Regions from separate parts of the Macaca mulatta genome. Here region 2 is linked to region 1. The links are chromatin contacts, called in public Hi-C maps. All regions are on one chromosome and are shown on one strand. The core of a region is the stretch at or near the end of the contact, and the rest is flanking DNA. Distances in the headings are between cores, read along the strand shown.

The links. Hi-C and Micro-C count contacts between places; a contact is called where the count stands out from the background.
Region 2: a Hi-C map of liver shows a contact between it and region 1, with 3 times the contacts expected there. The contact joins the promoter of HABP4 here to the promoter of PRXL2C in region 1. A contact is called at or near these places in 2 of 14 Hi-C or Micro-C datasets (blood and liver).

Annotation. Positions count from the first base shown.
Region 1 is chr15:126,819,355-126,822,895 of T2T-MMU8v2.0, reverse strand. It overlaps PRXL2C (peroxiredoxin like 2C), which reads right to left and starts at 1,918. Exons shown (of 5, transcript XM_077966496.1): 1 at 1,691-1,918. The coding sequence starts at 1,882. It overlaps LOC106993846 (a long non-coding RNA gene), which reads left to right and starts at 2,115. Exons shown (of 2, transcript XR_013404987.1): 1 at 2,115-2,254.
Region 2 is chr15:127,030,858-127,034,398 of T2T-MMU8v2.0, reverse strand. HABP4 (hyaluronan binding protein 4) reads left to right here and starts at 1,852. Exons shown (of 8, transcript XM_015118113.3): 1 at 1,852-2,326. The coding sequence starts at 1,975.

The DNA of each region.
Region 1 (3,541 bases), core at 669-3,168:
CCTGTAATCCCAGTTACTCGGGAGGCTGAGGCAGGAGAACTGCTTGAACCCGGGAGGCGGAGGTTGCAGTGAGCCGAGATCGCGCCATTGCACTCCAGCCTGGGTGACAAGAGTGAAAACTCCGTCTCAAAAAAAAAAAAAAAAAAAGAAGAAGAAAAAGAAAATGCGGTATCACAATGTAATATTATTTAGTCATAAAAAAGACATTTTTCTGTTATTTGTGACAACAGTGGATGCACCTGGAGGACATCATGTAAGTGAAATAACCCAGGCACAGGAAGAAAAATACCGCATGATCTCACTTAGCTATGGAAACGAAAAAAGTAGAGTGGAATGATGGTTACCAGAGACTGGTTACTCAGGGATGAGGAGAAGGGAGATGATCCAAGGGTACCAAGTTTCAGTTAAACAAGAGGAATAACTTTTAGAGATCTGCTGCACAGCATGGTGACTAGTTAATAATGTATACTTCAAAATTGCTTAAAGACTAGTTTTTACACGTTGTCATCACAAAAAAAATAACTAAAATCACTATCTGACATGATGGGTATATTATCTCAATTTAATCATTCCACAAAAGTAAATGCCTATCAAAATATTACACTGCATCCCATAAACATATACAATTATATATGTCAATTTTTAAAAAGAGAATAAAAGGATACGCAGACGAACAGTCAAAACATTGTTTTCGAAATGATATAGTCAATAATTCTCTATATTCTCCCCAAAAACATACTTTTAAAACTAGGCACAGTTATTTAATCAGTTTTTTCACATCCTAATTGATAAGGCCTGCTGAAAAAACATCTGTTTTACAAAGGCTGCCCAATGCCTTCCCTCAAAAAGCTCACTTGGGCACGAACTTATCTGTGCCTGAAGAAAAACAAGTATGTGGCTATGCTAGGGAACATGGAACTTGCAGCCTATTAACATAAACATTTGCACCTTTACGATATATTAGTATTTTCCCATAATGAGCAGCTATTTGGAGTGCAACAAAATTAAAGGGAAGAAAATATCAACCATTTCCAGCATTTGTTTTAGGGCATTATCAGTCAACATTTGAGAACGGGCGCTAGGTTACCAGGCAACACCACAATTGTTAGTACGTTCACCACCAGGCAGCACCCAGTGAGTTACGACAGAAATAGATCTCTGACGTCTCTCTTCCTTTGGAGGGGCGAGGGTGGAGAGAGGTGCGGGGAGGGGCAATACGGGTTGCAAGTGCGTGCTGGAGCCGCGTCCTCCCCCGCCCCGCTCGCAAGGTCTGCAGAAGCCTGCACTGGGCCGCCCACGCTCAGAAACTCACTTGTAAGAAACTCTTGGGGATTTTGGCCAGATCCTCTACGTATTCCTTGCAGATGTAACACAGGAAATGCTGAAAGCCAATTGGGCAGAAAGGGCAAGTTAGGAACGCAGCACCCGCGCGCCCCGAAAGAGCCCGGTACTTCGCTGTGCGTGACGCGACTAAAGGCGGCGCCCGCGGGGCCGGGACAGGCTGCCCGGACGCCCGGCGCGTGGGAAGCGGGCCTCGCCCTCGTCGTGCCCCGCCCTAGTTGGGAAGCGGCCGCGACTGGGGAGGCTGCCTTCCCGTTTCCGTCCTAAGAAGCAGGAGGAGCAGCTCGCATCCCGCAGCCTGCCCGGGATCCCGGGCCGCGCCTCCCTCCCAGCCGCGCCACCCGCTCACCCGCACGAACACCACCACGGCGCGGCGCTCCCGGAACAGCGCGCCGAAAGGTACCCGCTGCCCGCGGGCGTCCAGCACCGGCAGCTCGGCCACGGCGGCCGCCAGGGGCTGCCCACGGTCGGGGCCGCTCGGGGCCGGGACCGGGGCGGTGCCGCCGCTAACCTGCCGCGTGACCGGGGCGGGCGCGGCCATGACGCGGGGCGGCCAAGGGCCTGGGTCCGCTCTGCCAGCGCGGGGCGGGGCGGGGCGCGCAGAGGCGGGGCACGGGGGGAGGGGCGTGCAGAGGCGGGGCGCGCAGGGGCGGGGCGCGAGGGGCGGGGCGCGAGGGGCGGGGGGCGGGGGGCTGGGGGCGGGACCTGGCAAGCCACGGTTTCCGCCGCGCTGCGCGGGCCTGGGAGCTGCCGGAGTGAACCCCGCGGGCGGTTCTGACTCTGCTGTCAGGGTAGGGGACAGAGAGAGAACGTAAGGTCCGTCCAGGGCGAGCAAACGTTATTAAGGAAGAAAGCCGCCCGCGCCCTCCGTAGCCACCTGAGCGGAGGTTCTCACCTATTCGAGAACTAATGGGTATGTGTGAAAAGGTGGGCTAGGGCTGGGCCCACCTTTTGTAGACACACAGGCCGGACCTGTAATCCTAGCGACTTGGGAGGCCGAGGCGGGAAGATAATTTGAGGGCAGGAGTTCAAGACCAGTCTGGGTAGGTAACAGAGGGCAACACCATCTTCGTTTTTTAAAAAAATAAATAATAAAAATAAAAATAAGGTGAGCTGGGAGGGATGAGGATGATGAAGTTAGATGGCTTAGCAGCTGTTTTGTAGAAATCACACACTGCCAATTCAGTTTCTCCTGGGGTGGGTAGGCAGGCATAGGGAAATCTGGGGATCTCAGCCTTTGTGAGACCAAACTGGCCCTGGATTTAGAGGTTTGTCTTTCTCGGGTTTCTCATGGGTGCTAACCGTGTGTCCGAGATTTCCAGAGCAGGACCAGGTAACATTCAGGCTCTTTTGTCTTCATAAGTTTACTCACCCTTGTGTACGGATTTGGAGTTCAGAAAGTACATCCTTTATCTATGGTCTTTGTTGAGTTGAAGAATATTTCCGGGGCGGAGCACTAGGCAGGTCTATGTGACTGATGTGACTCTGCCACAAAGCGCAGGAAGGGCTGATGCTGCATCCTCTGGCTTTCACCTGTGTGAAGATTGTATACTTTATTGAGCACACATTAAGTGCTCTGTTTGAGAAGCTCTGCAGTGTGTTTAGAAAATTTTAAGCATGGGTATGTTTCTAAGTCAAGATAGTTTCTTTCTGAGACAGGGTGTCGCTCTGTTGCCCAGGCTGGAGTGCATTGGCACAATCATGGCTCACTGCAGCCTCCACCTCCTGGGCTCAAGCAGTCCTCCTGCCTCAGCCTCCCAAGTAGCTGTGATCACAGGCATGTACCCCCATGCCTGGCCAATTTTTTTTAGATTTGATTTTGTAGAGCCAAGGGTCTCTCTATGTTGCCCAGGCTGGTTTTGAACTCCTGGGCTCAAGCAATCTTCTTGCTTTGGCCTCCCAAAGTCCTGGGGTTACAGGCGTGAGCCACTGGGCCTGGTGAGGAGCTTTATGAGTTTTTGGAAATAAATGCATGACCAGAGTGCAGGCTGATGAATAGCACTCGCAACAGGCAGTTTGCCAGATGTCACCAAATTTATTGTAAGCAGTGTTTTGATAAGCAGAAATTGATATACAGGTAAGAATGGTGGTATTTTGGCAGATCTAGTTAATAACTGATATCAACGAATGAAGTTTTCTTTCACATACTGCTTTTGGTGTCATATTTCATGTGAAATAAATGACAGGTTAGACAATTTCA
Region 2 (3,541 bases), core at 603-3,102, 210 kb before region 1:
AGGCATTAATCTTTGCTCACTCAAAAGGAGGTGACCAAATATCTTAAATTCTTCAATCATTCAACAAATATTTACTGAAAACCTACTCTATAGCCGTCTAGAACTCCAAGCACTGGGAATAATACATACTGCAATGAATAAGACAGGCATCATCCCTGTCCTCCTTGGGAATAACACAGAATTCAGTAAGTGAGTAAAACACAGACTTTGCCGCGTTTAGGATTAGGAATTCCTTTTCTATTTGCTATTAAAGGAAAGTAAAAGCTGGTCACAGAGCACCTGGCAAGATGCTCTAACTGGATGCTTTCAGATGAAACAAACACAACTAAGCGCAATCAATCTGTTATCTTACATCATAAGCCTCAAGCGGGGAGGTTCCCAAGTGGGTCCAGTTGGCAGCTTAACATCATCAAGGATCTAGGCTTTCTCCATCCTGCTCTGCCATCCTCATGGCCACACTAAGGAACAGCCAACCTCAGGCATCATATCTTCTTATGGAACAAGGACCAGGGAACGGAAGTGGGGCAGATCCCTTCTCAATCCCTTCTTAGGTGCAAGAAAAACTTCCCCAGAATACTTCTCCTCAGATCTGTTCTGGCTGATTTGCCCCACAGCCTATTCCTAAGCCAATTATTGGCAAGGAATTGGAATCAGGTGCAGTGAATTATAATCAAGTTGGAGGCTGGAAGGGGCCTGCTTCCCCTGGGGAATATGATGCCGGAACATAATACAGGCTCTGGAAAAATGTAAGAGGGAAAGAATGGCTGTAGGATAGGCAGCCAAGCGTAGCTCCACTGGTGCCTATGCAAGATTTCCTGGAGGAAGTCCAGTCCAGCGTTCTCTAAGCTCCAGGCCTCAACTGAACATCTCAAAAGAAAACAAATATCCAAACCTCAACGTGTCCAAAACTGAATTCATGATTCTCGTTAAAGTAGTGTCTTCCAGTGGTGACTAATACTACCATTCAGATGCTGGAGCCAGGAAAATAAGAGTCACCATATCTTCTTCTTCATCACCACATCTAGCACATCACCAAGTCTTTGAACCCATCTACTCTCTTCACCGCCACCGCCACCATCCTAATCCCAGTCATTATCAGCTCTTCCCTCGAGCTTCGCAACAGTCACGTTTGGCTTCCCAGCATGCATTTGTATTTCCCTCCAAACTATTAGTTCACAGTGCAGGTAGGGTGGCCTTTTCAAACCCAAATCCGCTCATGCTCAAAACTTGCTTCCCACGGCTCTTAGAGACCACTTTGAGCTTGAACAGACTGTGCACATCCCACCTCAAGACTGCTGCACTTGCTGTTCCTCCTCCGACCCCTTGTCACCCCCCTCCCTCGGCTTAACTGTCACTTCCCAATTAGGTCAGGTCCCTTTGCTGCAGCCCGTGGAGAGCTCTGCGCCTGTCCTTCAGGGCACTTTTTCTCCATCCACAGACTCAGATCTGTGACAACACGGAGCTAGTATTTCCTACAACATCACGCCTGGCACACGGTAAGTGCGCAATATGCAGCTGTTGCACGGCTAAATGTATACATAAGCTTCAAAGCAGAGTGGCCGAGAGCAAATACAGACGCAGTCACGGGAGAAGGCACACACCGCCGAGACACCACCGCCACTCCGCGCCGCCTGGACCAGCCAGTAGCTCCGCCCCTGGGCCCCGCCCCTCCCTGCTGAGCGGAGGGGGCGGGGCTCAGAGGTCGCGTGACGTGACAGCAGCCGGTCGGTGATTGGGTCTCCAGGCGCGCCGTCTCGGGAAGGGGGCGTGCCCGCGCGCGCTGATTGGCTGCCTGGCGCGGTGGGGCGGACGGCGGCGGCGGCGCCGCGGGGGCGGGCGGCGGGAGGGGCCGGACCGGGTAGGGCCCGGAGGGCGGCGGCGGCGGCGGAGCGGGCGGCATGGGTCCTCGCCGCCGGCTTCGCTGAGACGCGCTCGCGTGGGCTGCCCTCCCGGGCCCGCAGTGGTCGCGGCGGCATGAAGGGCGCCCTGGGGAGCCCCGTGGCCGCCGCCGGCGCCGCGATGCAGGAGAGTTTCGGCTGCGTGGTGGCCAACCGCTTCCATCAGCTGCTGGACGACGAGTCGGACCCGTTCGACATCCTGCGCGAGGCCGAGCGCCGGCGCCAGCAGCAGCTGCAGCGCAAGAGGCGCGACGAGGCGGCGGCGGCGGCGGCCCGGGCCGGTCCCCGCGGCGGCAGGAGCCCGGCCGGGGCCTCGGGCCCCAGAGCCGGCGCGGGCGGCCGGAGGGAGTCGCAGAAGGAGCGCAAGAGCCTCCCGGCGCCCGTCGCTCAGCGGCCCGACAGCCCCGGGGGCGGCCTGCAGGCGCCGGGTACGCGGGGACGGCGGGGGTAGCGGGCCACGGCTCGCCCTGCGGAGAGACTGGGGTCCCGGGGGCCGGCTCCAGGAGGGGGGACCCGGGAGGAGCCGGGAGAGTTGAGGGTCCCGGTGGCCGCCGAAGGTAGGAGGAGCGGGGCGGGGGTCACACCCCTTCCAACCCTCGCCGGCCGCGTGCGGGGCCCCGGGGGAAACGCTGGCTTGGGGGCCCCCGAACCCTGGCTCGGAGCCGCTACGGCAAGTTGGACGAAGTTGAGGGAGGTTGCCGGGGTGGCGTGTGGGGGCGAACGCTGAGGTCGCTACTCCGGGACTCCCGCATCCAGACCTGGCGGGGACCTTCTCCAGCCTCCAGCCCCGCCTCTGCGGGAGTGAGGTCGGAGCCACCCGAGAGCGCGGTGGGGAGGAGGAGGGCGCCCGGTCCCGGTCCCGGAGGCCTCTGTGATGCGGGCGGCCTGGGCGACCGCGGGGCGGCCTGTGACGTCGGGGCCCGGGCGCGGGTCCTCGGCGCTGTCCGGCCTGGCGCCTTCGCCCCTTCCCCGTCCGGTAGCTTCCAGCAGGCAGCGGGCATCGTATTTCAGTACTTCTTGTGGTGCTGATGGGATGTGCAACTTATAAATAGCTCCAGGCTGCTTTAAGAAAAGCGTTTTTAACCTTTCCAGCCAGAATATCCGGAGTTCCCCACTCCCTGTTTAGCAAGAAAAGCCAGTGCGCAGCGTGGTGTCCTGCTGCCTGCGGACGGGGAGGGAGTTCGTGCTCTCACCTGAACTGCGTCAGTGGCGGAGCCAGCAACGCTCCACCTGTGCTTCCTCTGTTTTCTTGAAATGAGGCAGCGGTCCCAAGGTTTGCAGAGCGTTAGGAGTGAGATGTGTAGATTGACCATTCCTGCCAACGCTTGGCGGAGTGTGCAGCGTGGCTTGCTGGTTTGTTCCTTGCTTGATAAAAATTGTGCATCGCAGCCCTGAGGAAACGTCTCAGGTTTCAGTATTGGGGCTTTGATGCGCAGCTGGGTAATGTTTACCTTTGTTTGTGAAAAGTTAAATCCAGAGTCATCACTTGTGAGAATCAAGTCACTACAATAAAGATGTTGAAAATGATTTAAAAAAAAAAAAAAGTTATTGACTATCTCACGAGCCTTTGATAGGCCAGTAAATTTCTGAGCAGATTATCTAAACAGACTGGAGATACATTGTGCATTTTATATCCTGTTTTT